2 separate regions of the Urocitellus parryii genome follow, and region 2 is linked to region 1. A link is a contact called in public Hi-C data. All regions are on one chromosome and are shown on one strand. Each heading gives the region's core, a stretch centred on a gene start, on an enhancer-like site or on the middle of the called end of the contact. The rest is flanking DNA. Distances are from core to core; before and after follow the strand shown.

What was found. A called contact is a pair of places that touch in the nucleus more often than the background predicts.
Region 2: a Hi-C map of muscle shows a contact between it and region 1, with 4 times the contacts expected there. The contact joins the promoter of LOC113181584 here to the promoter of Arhgap25 in region 1. A contact is called at or near these places in 2 of 2 Hi-C or Micro-C datasets (liver and muscle).

What each region holds. Positions count from the first base shown.
Region 1 is chr12:87,500,809-87,506,218 of mUroPar1.hap1, forward strand. It overlaps Arhgap25 (Rho GTPase activating protein 25), which reads left to right and starts at 2,526. Exons shown (of 11, transcript XM_026387243.2): 1 at 2,526-2,592. The coding sequence starts at 2,532.
Region 2 is chr12:87,677,564-87,682,973 of mUroPar1.hap1, forward strand. It overlaps LOC113181584 (gastrokine-3-like), which reads left to right and starts at 2,074. Exons shown (of 6, transcript XM_026387161.2): 1 at 2,074-2,085; 2 at 3,623-3,676; 3 at 3,841-3,975. The coding sequence starts at 2,074.

The DNA.
Region 1 (5,410 bases), core at 1,276-3,775:
TCAGAAGAATCTAGCACTGCTGGGGAGCTGAGGGCAGCTGGGTATACTGAGTTGGTGAGATGGATCGAAGCCTTGATCTGCAAGCATTCCTGCCCTTCCTTTCTCCCCCTCTGCCTGCCCCTTAGCACTTGTGCACACTTCCTGCCTTGGTGACTTTGAACTTGGCCATGTGACCCGTGTTGGCTAATGGAATGCAAGTAGACAGGATGGAAGCAGAGGCTTGAAATACACTTGAGTGGTTCTTCAGTCTCATGTTTCTTTCATTTCCAATGGAAGAATATGCCCCAGGTCACCACGGCTCCTTCAGCCTGGTCTCTAGATATGTTTTCAACAAGTTTAGCTTGAGATCGCTATTAGAGAGCAAAGCAGAGATTTAGAGTTCAGAGGGTGATCTGGGCTGGAAAATTACAAGCAGTGATTGTAGATACATGGTGTCTAAAGTCTTACGATAGACCAGCTCACTTAGGTGTGAGTAGGGATGGAAAAGAAGTCCACTGAATGAATCTTGGTTTCTACCAGTATTTAGAAATCAGGGAATCAGCAAGGACTCAGGAGAGCAGCCAGAGGGCAGGCAGATAATCAGGCCAGTCATAGCTTCCAGAAGCCACATGGAAAGAGAGCTCAGATCTGAAGAAAGTGGTCAACACTACTGACAGGTCAGCAAGATGAGGATGGAGAACTGACCTCAGAGATTAGTGACAGAAAAGTCACCAGTGTCTTTGATGAGAAGATATACTGCAGAGTATTGGGACAACTACATCAACAGGGAGAATTAGAAGAAAGTAAAAGGAAAGACATTTGCAAATGTTGACAACTCTTACCAAAGCTTTGCTCAGAAATGAAGGAGAGAAATGGGGCTACAGTCAAAGAAGTGGCATTAAGAGATTCTTGAAAAGATGGGATAAAATGAATAAGTTGAATACTGATGGGAAAGATCCAGGAAAGAGAGGAACATGAGGGTGCAGTAGGGCTGGGGAAGCCATCGGAGAGGGTTTATCCACTGCAGCAGGTTGAGCACACAGGCTCACATGTGGGTAGGTAGGTGGATTGGTGGGGGGAACTTGTAGGCGTTCATGTCCAGTTGCACCAGTTTTCTTAATGAGACAGGAAGCCAGATCATCAACAGAGTAAGCATGTGGGAGGTGAAGAAGAAAGTATGAGAGTCACCCAGGGGACTGAAGAATGAATATGGGCCAAGAATGCATAACTCATCTGCTGGGCAGCAGTGATCATTCTGAGTGCTTTGTACCTGCTCTCTAACAGCCCTAGGAAGCAGGTTTTATTATTTGCTTCATTTGCAAATGAGAAAATTGAACCACAGAGTGGTCAAGAACTGGTTCCAAAGTCACACAGCTAGGAACTTGATAAAGCTAAGACTTGAACATAGGCAGTCTGGTTCCAGGGCCCAAATGCCTAACCACTATTGGTTAGGCTGACCCAGTTAAATACATGAAAGCCTGTCACAGAACTAAATAGAATAAGGATAGAAACAATGTTTGTGGTATAACCACTGTGTGTCAAGGTCTGTATTAGACGTCTTTGCAAAATTTTTATACAGCTATAGCTACCTCATTTTTTTTTCTAATGACAGTGAGGTTCAGAAAGATTCAATTGCTTGTTAGAAGTTGTAGAGCTAGAAAGTAGAAAAACTGAGTTTTGAATCCATGTTGGTCTGATTCTGAAACACACCCCCTGGATTCAATGCCAAATAATTGAGGAATATTTGAGGGGGTCTACCTGCTGAAATTGACTTACTGACTCAATATACCAAACCCTTCCTACATCTGGCTGGTAGAAATCTTTACCCTGTGCAGGCAGAGAGCTGATTATATGATCCTTACACAAGAAGGATTTTAAAGAAGGTAACTTTGGCAGAATGCTGGCTGTCTACAGGCTACCTGGGGATGCTTGATCCTTTAGGTGAGGAGAACACAGTAGAAGAATATGGTGAAGGATCTTGGGATTTTGCTTTTCCTTTCAGTAAAACTGTAGCCTTATGTCACAGATGCTTTCGTTCCAGCTTGACAAGCATTTCCCCAAAGGATTTTCTCAAGAAAGTGTGCTCCTCCTGCATCCTCCACACTGAGCAGCACCCACTTCCTCAAATGCAAGGAAGCAGACAGTTAAAAAAAAAAAAAGCTGAGAGGAGCGGTTGTTTATTACAACTTTGCCTCAGTGAGGCCTGAGATTCTTTCGAACAGGATCTCTGCTCCCCACAGCTCAGAGCCAAGTGTCACCTGGGATATTTCCGCTAAAACTGAAAGAAGGAAAGCAGGTATCAGTCCCTGGAAGACTGTGGGTGGGGGACGAGGGGAGTTTGGGTGCCATCCCCAACTGACAGATGGATGGACCTTGCATCTGAGAGAAAGGAGGAGACACGTTGCAGATCAACTTCAAACCTAACCCCGGCTTGCGAAACGAACATTAAGGGGGGAAAAGACAAGGCAGAGGACGAGATCGAAAAGTCCAGAAGGGCACCAACTGGGACAGACTGGCTGCTTCACCAGTTACTCACCCAAACCGAAAGCAAAATGTCCCTCAAGCTGCCAAGGAACTGGGATTTCAACCTGAAAATGGAGGCTGCAAAAATAGGTATGGCCCACGTGTCTTTTCATTGCCGCTGTGGTTCTTGTACTTGAACCCCCCCCCCTATTTGCATGTTGGTTTGCCGGGAGCCAAGTCGACTTAAACATGGATCTTGCAGCAAATTTGAGATTGGGGCAGGAAATTTGCATTCAAATTAATACGCTGACACCAAGTTCCACCAAAATGTGGGGCGGGAGGGAGAGTCCTTTTTCTTCTGGAAATCGTGGAGAAATGGAGCTCCTTGGTGTATGAGATTGGGGTTCTTTGGTTGGTGGTAGGCTCCAGATCACACACAAACTGAATTTTTCTCTGTATATCACGGAAGAGCCATTTCCCTCTGGTTTGAAAACTCATCCACATTTTGAATGGCTTTTAGCAGGAGTCGGAAGGCTACAGTCTTCTGAAAGCCTCCATCAGTGAGTAAGCTCAACAGTATCCTGTTTTGTAAGCCCCCCCCGGGGGGGGGGCACTGTGGGGCTACCTGTAGCAAAAAGTAGACAGAGAGGACAAGACAGAGACATTTGAAGGTCTCTAAAGGAACAGAATGGAAGGGAACTCAGAAAAGTGTTTTTAATTAGTTATCTTAAGGGATAATTCTAAGATAATCCGACCTTTAGTTCACACCTTTCCCTCTAGCGATGATGATACATTAATCTTCATCTTTTATTTGTTATCATGATAGTCTTTATGTAAATGTATTATATGATTAAACTGATCACAGTAATTCAGGGTAGCATTTAGTGATGCCTTTATATCTATACACATATTCCAAATAGTGAGATAACGTCCTTAATATTGGACATAGAGAAATGTTAAGGTGTTTGTAACAGCTTGTAAGTCTTGCTTGGAGCAAGTTTAAGGTTAGTAGCATGCAGTTGGCATGCTACTAAAATAAGTGTTCTATTGAAAAGTCACTAGTGGGGAGTGACTGAAAAAGGGTTCGAAAGAAAACTGAGTACTCAGAGAAACCACTTGTCTTGGAAATTAGGGAGGACTGGTGCTCCCTAATCAAGTGGGCATCATCTTCTGCTGAAGTCATTTCAGAGAATAGGAATAGGTACTGTTTGTATCTCTTACATAAGCAAGAGCTCTTTTTCCTGTTGAAGTAAATATACTTGGCCAATGCTCACTCTATGTCATAAAAATTCATTTTCAAGGTAGAACTCCAATAGCTCTGTTCCTTTGGAAATGTCCTGCTTCTCCTTACATAAGGTCATTCTGCTCTCTCACTATCTGTGTTTGAGCAGGTATTGGGGTTTTACTCTCCCTCCGTTTAAAAATGGAAAACTTGAGAAAATTCCTAGGTAAGTGATCCCCCCCCCCAGGAATATAGAAAATTACCACATTAGATTCTCAAGCCTAGGATTAGTCTGTGTGGATTTCATGATTTCTACCAGCATTTCTTAAAGTGGGGTTCCATGGATACCCTTCTTCTCAGTCATCTCAAGTGTTGGCTAACAATTATAAACTCCTGGGCCCCCATCCTGATGCATGAAGTCAGAATCTCTGCAGAGAGGCTCAGGAGTTGGCATTTTAACAAGAACTCATCAGATGATGAACTGCTGCAGGTGCGGTGGTTCAAGTATACTAGCCTTGGAGAGTTATCATTCAGTTAGTCCAGGTACTAGGTACTCTGCTATCTGGTCACACAAGAAATATTTGTTGACTGAATAAAGTTGGACTACCAGATGATATTACTTAGTATTTTGTTTTAATGAAAAAAGTAATGATAATGAAATTTAGAGGAGCCTTTAACATTATCCATGGCGTCAACAAGTTTGTTGCCCCGAGGGACTGGACTACTGTGCAACTGCATTTCACCAATGTGGTGGTATTAACTAGAATCCAGATCATGAGCTGAATTCTCAGAAAGAAGAGAGTCTCTGACTCAATTACAGACCCTGGGCTCCTCTTCAGCATCCTGTGTCCAGGTGCAACAGTAGGAACTAGCTTAATAGTTAAAGAAGCCACCTCCATTAGGAGGACCTGTGGAATTGGGAGTCATGTCAGGGAAGCCAATGATCTTTCATTTTTCCAGTCTGGGTCATAAGGAGTAGATCAGGGTTTCTCAGCCTGGTCACTGTTGACATTTTTGGCTGGGTAATTCATTGTGGTAGGGGCTGTCCTATGCACTATAAGATATTTAGCAGTGTCCCTGGCCTCTGCCCACTAGGTGGTAGCACCTCTCTTTCATCAACCATTGTGTCAACTGGAAAATGTCTCTAGACATTGTTAAATATATCCTGAGGCATGGAGTGGGGGTGATAGTGTCCCTAGAGGATCACAAAAAGGGGTGATCATAAGGTCACTTGAAATTGGAACCCACAAATCACCTCATGATACACTCTCTAGCTTGATTTTTAGGAAGTTTTTTTATTAAAATACGACTTCAGGAGGATAGACAGTAGCTCAGAAAGACCACCAGGATGGACACATGCTGGGGAAGTAACAAGACACTGACCCACCGTGTTGCCCAAGAAAGGGCCCTGTCTTCTCTTGAGTTTCCAGTTCCCCTTAACCCTGAGTGCTGATCCAGGGCCGGAGTGAAAGCAAAAGTGTCTGAGAGTGGGGGAGACTCTGTGCTGCACTCCATCTCAGAGAGCTGAAGACCCTTGGATGGCAGGATGGCCCTAGAGACCACCATGATGAATGTTGGTGCAGTTATGAGAGCACATGACACTGGTCATCTTGCAGCTGACCTATGGATCCTGATGGGAAACAGGGGTTGAAAGGAAGAGGGAGATGCAGAACCAACCATCTTGACTTGAGGGCCTAGGAGCACATGTTTCTTCCTTTGATCCTTTACTATTTTCAATTTTAGTCC
Region 2 (5,410 bases), core at 824-3,323, 180 kb after region 1:
CAGTTAACAACAGATGTCAAATAGTAGGGACCTCAGAGGTGATGGGTTGTCCGACGTAGCTTTTTAATTCCTTGAGGTCTTATCTCTCTATCTTCCTTCCTTTTGGAACTCTATTCTCTTTTTGTTTGGATTCCCTCCATTTCAGATCTTTCCAGGACTGGAGGCTCATTTGGAACCACCTGCTGGTTCTCTCACTACGATACAGCTTCCTTTAACTCTGGATCCTTCACTCCTTACACCTGAACTTAGGGCAAGAGGCATGGCACTTGGTTGTCTGCAACTTGAATGACTCTTGGTTTCTTTCCATTTGCATCAAGAGAGACTCCAACAAAATTAGTTGCTCAACATAGTTTCTGAAAAACAGAAAACTATATATAGGGACATAAAAGCAGATCATTTGTTCCACCGGGATCCTTGCTCTTTTAATCTATGTTCTGAAGCTAACAAACTCCAAAAGGCCTTACATTTGGTGGGGGAACTGCCCATAATTAGAAACTTCAAGGTCCAGAAACTCAAGTTCAAATTTTAGCTCTGCAATAATAGATCTGATTAATGCAGAGTTGGAAATTGAACTTAGTTCATGTATACTTGTTAATCTATTGACTGCATATCCTCATTTGTAAAAATGGATTAGCATTTACTATTCCTCCTAACCCATAGAGTTGTAATAAGGAGCAAATAAAATCATGACTATGAAGTTGATTTATAAGTTGTAAGGTGATTTATACATCCTTTTGATTTTCTAAGAATCACCATCCTTCCTGATTCCTACAAAGTTTTCATTAGCGAATCCACATGACAATTCATGATCCCTTCTTCCTTCGAAATTTGATGGCTCTATTAAGCTTCTCACAAACTCCCTGGGCTAAAATAAAAATGGCTTAACTTTTATTTCTCCCTTATTGTCATTACCTATTTAGAGACATAGCACAGCACTTTTTGTTAGTCTCTAAAAGTTATCCTTTTAATCCATTTTACTTACTTAGTCAATAATGGTTGAATATATCATTTGTAAATTTTTAAAGTACTGAGAGCAATGGAGATATGAGAATGATATTATCTGAGCCCTGGATGACCATGTCCATCTATTCAAAGTACTATGGCCAATTGCATTAAGTAAGGACTGAGCTGCCTATCTTTCCTCTTGGATCACTCCAGTGCCAGCCTCACCTGATTAGCTCTTCTTCTCTCATAAAAAAATATCAGTTTAGTTCTCACCTTAAGGTATTTGATCCAGGTCACTGGGCCACCACATCAGAACTTAAGGAAAATGAAGACAATGTGTGAAAAGTCCTAAATTGGTGCTTAACTTGTAACATGAAGGTCACGGTTCCCCATGTATCAAGGGTTCTGGGCCGGTCAAAGTGTCCTTTATGGAAAAAAAAAACAACACCCTGAAATGAAAGCTGGGAGGAGAGAGTCCTATAATGAGAATAAAATTTCAGAATATCAGGAAAGTCAACCAGAGGCAGATGTTGGAAGAGGTGAACTTAGGTCAGCTTGTTGGGTGGGCAGAGGGCAGTGCAAACCATGTGCTTTGGGGTTTGGATGAAGAGCTGGACCAGATTGATTTTCAACCAGTTTAATCTTAATTGAACTCAGTCTGCCTCTTTGGGCTTCATAAGGTTTCTCCCAACCACCCTGTTATTAAACATAATAATTAAAAAAAAAACTTCAGAAATTGACAAGTAGAAACAGTGAGCTCATTGATTGTGTATCTGGGTCATTTTGTGCAGGTCTACTGTTTGTAATCCTTACCTTAGCAGTTAAGGTCATGGATATGCCAGCCCACAAGGCCTCCTTCATTTCCTATGTTTGCCTTGGAACCGGTGGTGGTATCAGGAAGAAAGGAAAATACTTAGATGAACTCAAAGAAAAGTGATAAGTATAATTACATAAACTTTCTCTCTCTCCCAAGTGGTATTTGGATCATGGTTAGCTACTCCCACATACCCTTATTATGGCAATAGTTGCAAAGTCTAGGGCTATATAAACCAGATTTAGAATTAAGTGGGACATACAAAATCCTATTATGAAAGCAGTTGCACAAGGTCTGAGAGAGAGAGAGACAACATGAAACACCTTGTAAGTACATTTTCTAATTTTAAATAAGTAGTTTTACCCTCGGAACATAAAATAGCTAGTGAGAAGTTCTCCTCTACCCTACTGGACTCTTCCAATTAAATCCAAATAGAATTTTCAAATCTTATTTTGGCACATACCATTCTGGGTTTTTGTTTTGTTTTTTTATACTGAGGATTGAACCCAGAGGTGCTTAACCACTGAGCCACATCCCCAGCCCATATGTAGAGAGAGGCAGGGTCTTGCTCAGTTGCTAAGTGCCTCTCTAAGTTGCTGAGGCTGGCTTTGAACTTTTGATCCTCCTGCCACAGCCTCCTGAACCGCTGGGATTATAGGCATGCATCACTGGGCTTGGCTACCATTCTGTTTTTTAGTATCTGAAAGAAGAGTCTTCACCAAGGAAACTAATAACCAATTTCTTAAGTTTCAGGACTCTTTCGGCATTGGGTTGGTGCATATTTTAAGGTCCTGTCTTCCTGAGTTTATCTTATTTACAAATTGCCAGTACAGGAAATCTTCAGATGTATATTATATATGGCATCAGTAATTTTGTCATCTGCATCTCCATTATCTCCTTGACTGACCTCACCACACTATGATTACTGTTCGTCGATTAGCTATTGACTTCTTCTTCAAAGACATATCTCACCTTTTACTGTAGGAATTGCCCCTGGAGTATTTCATGGGCTGTCATGGGGATGGGGGAGAGGGGCAGTGCCTGTCAAGTCCAGCTGATGTGGAAGTGCACTTGAGCCAAGTGAGTCTGAATATATCAGATAATGAGCTGTGGAATATAGGGAAGGGTTCATTGCTCCATTTTCTCACCTTAGCCTATTGCCACCCCCAACTAATTCTCTTTCACTTCTTCTCTGATGCCTGAAATACCTGTATGGCAAGCCAGGCCACCCAGAAAGGAAATGATCAGCAACCAGTATTTTAAGAACTGGTCACATTTGAATACAATCTATTCAAAATAAGGTAAAAATAACTGGCGATTGGTCTTTTATTTTTAAGCAAGCTGAGAGAATCCAGAGGAAAGGAAATCAATAGGATATCTGTTTCTAAGTGGGTGCATAGGGCAAGGCAGGACCAAAAATGTAATTTGGGGTTTGGATAACGATCTAGACCAGTGGCTGGAAGTAGAGAAGAAGGTGCAGCTAAAGGAGACGGAGGCCTGGAATTGTGACTACTATTACATTTGGCCTAGGATGGCCCTACCCTGTGTGCAGATTGTTAGGCAATCGGACAGACCCTGTATGCAGGTCTGTCAGATTGCCTAATATTCATCCCAATGATTGATTGCAGAAGCAAACCAGTAAGTGTTTTTGAGTGAATGATAAAGCTTTGCCTCCTGAGAAGCCAGAATACCCCATTCAACCATATTGAACTTGTCTCCTGGTACACACTGGAGCCCTGTGGGCATGAGAGACAGTGAAAATTATAAATCACTTTAAGGAGGCTCTGCCCCAGCAGTGCCTGAGACTGTGGACTGTCATCTGAAGTTAAAGAAAAAGTGCATTGGTATTTGTTCCCATTTCAGACTGCATCTTCCATACTCGTGGTCTTCTTCCTAACTCCATCTCTGGCCCTCAGGGTAAGTCGAGTGAAGAGGGTCCCATCTGTCTAGTCCCCTTTGGGCAGAAATATTTCCAAGGTGATAATCAGAGTGACATCCCTCAAATTTCATATGGGTCACCCTTCAACTTACAGAATACTCTGGGCTTTTGACTCTTCTCACTGTTGCTTGGTTTTCTCTAGAACATCAGTGACAGCCATCCTCTGGATGGATCTGTTGGGACCCAACTCATCCATATCAACGCCTTCCGAGGTACGGTCAGCATCCGAGACAACAATGTTTTGAGTCAATGGGATGGAATCTTGGACTACAAGAATGTAAGATGTGAAACACATTCATTACAATGCCACAGGAAGTCTTGTCTGGTCCCAAATGTAGCTCAATGCTTTTCCAGAGAGAAGAGGACACTGTCTTCATTTGCCTTCTCCAGGTTTAGGTCCTCAATAGAAATGCATGCCTTTAGGTAAGGGACCAGCTTTACTGAAGGTGCAGTGTCTTCTTTATGAGCCAGAGAATGTAGGAGACTGGTCTGGGGTTCCTGCATCCCTTTGGGTTTCTGTGAGTTGTTGACTGTATATGGCTGCCAAAATCCTAAGAAGGCCACATAAAGAACCCTCATGTCTTGTAACTGAGATATGCTATGAAAGTTATTTTGTCTTGACTCCAGGTTTTATTGTCTATTTCTAAAGAAGAGCAATGTATTTCTTTCTTTCTTTCTTTTTTCTTTTTCTTTTTCGAAATCTGGCTGCACCTTGCCATCTCTTTGAGTACCAAGTGCTAGCAGAAAGAGGCAAGATCAGGAAGGGAGCACCCATGTCCTTGGGTTTGCTCTCTTATAGAAAAGCACCTTCATCTCAGGAACCTCACTCTGCCTTGTGGGCCTTAGTTGCCATATCTGCAAAACAGCTTCAACAACTGCCTTGCCACCCTGGCAGGGCTTTGAAGTAAAAGCTCACACTCTTCATGCCCTCTGCCATCCAGGCCTTCCCCCACCCACTTCTGTCACGTTCTCTCCAGCCACTCTGGACAGTTCAGGATGGAGCCCTGACCCCAGGCGTCCCCTCTACTCTCACCCATCCCCACCATGTTCTCTCTCCTGACCCTTCCTCCACTCTTCACCTAGCCCATTCCCGATTCCTTCTAGGAGACCTCTCTGGAATCCTCCTAGAGGGCACACAGTCTAGTGATCATCATCGATACTGAAAGCCGTGGAAACTTTTCTTCAATAAAATATTCCACAGCTGCACACTCTACAGAGCACAGGAAGTCAACACCATTGCTGGAGAGGATTCACCATGGGCCTTAGTCAGATACAGCTGCAAGAGTCTGCATCTCTAATCCATGTCTAGAGAGACCAAATGACAGGCCCAGGGCCATACAAAAGCGGATACCCAGGGCAGGCCTGGTGCTAGATTCTAAGTCTATTGGTCTGGATCCAGAACTCCTAATAGCCCTGTACCTTCAGCAAGTACTCAGTAAACTTGCCAATGCTCTCACAAGCAGCTAGCATCTCGTTTCACCCTGTCATCTCCATGACAACACTGTAGGAATGGAGTCATTATTTCTGCTTTATGGATGAAGAAATTGATAAGCAGGGAGGCCACTGAGTACCCTGATGACTGCTGAGTGGCAGAACAGGACCTTCAACTGAATGGTTTTACCAGAGCTAACTCCTTGTGCTTCTGGGCCCACCTGTCTCTTAGTGGCTGCAGAGTGCCCAAGGGGATTCCTGGGGAGTGAACCCTCTCTAGC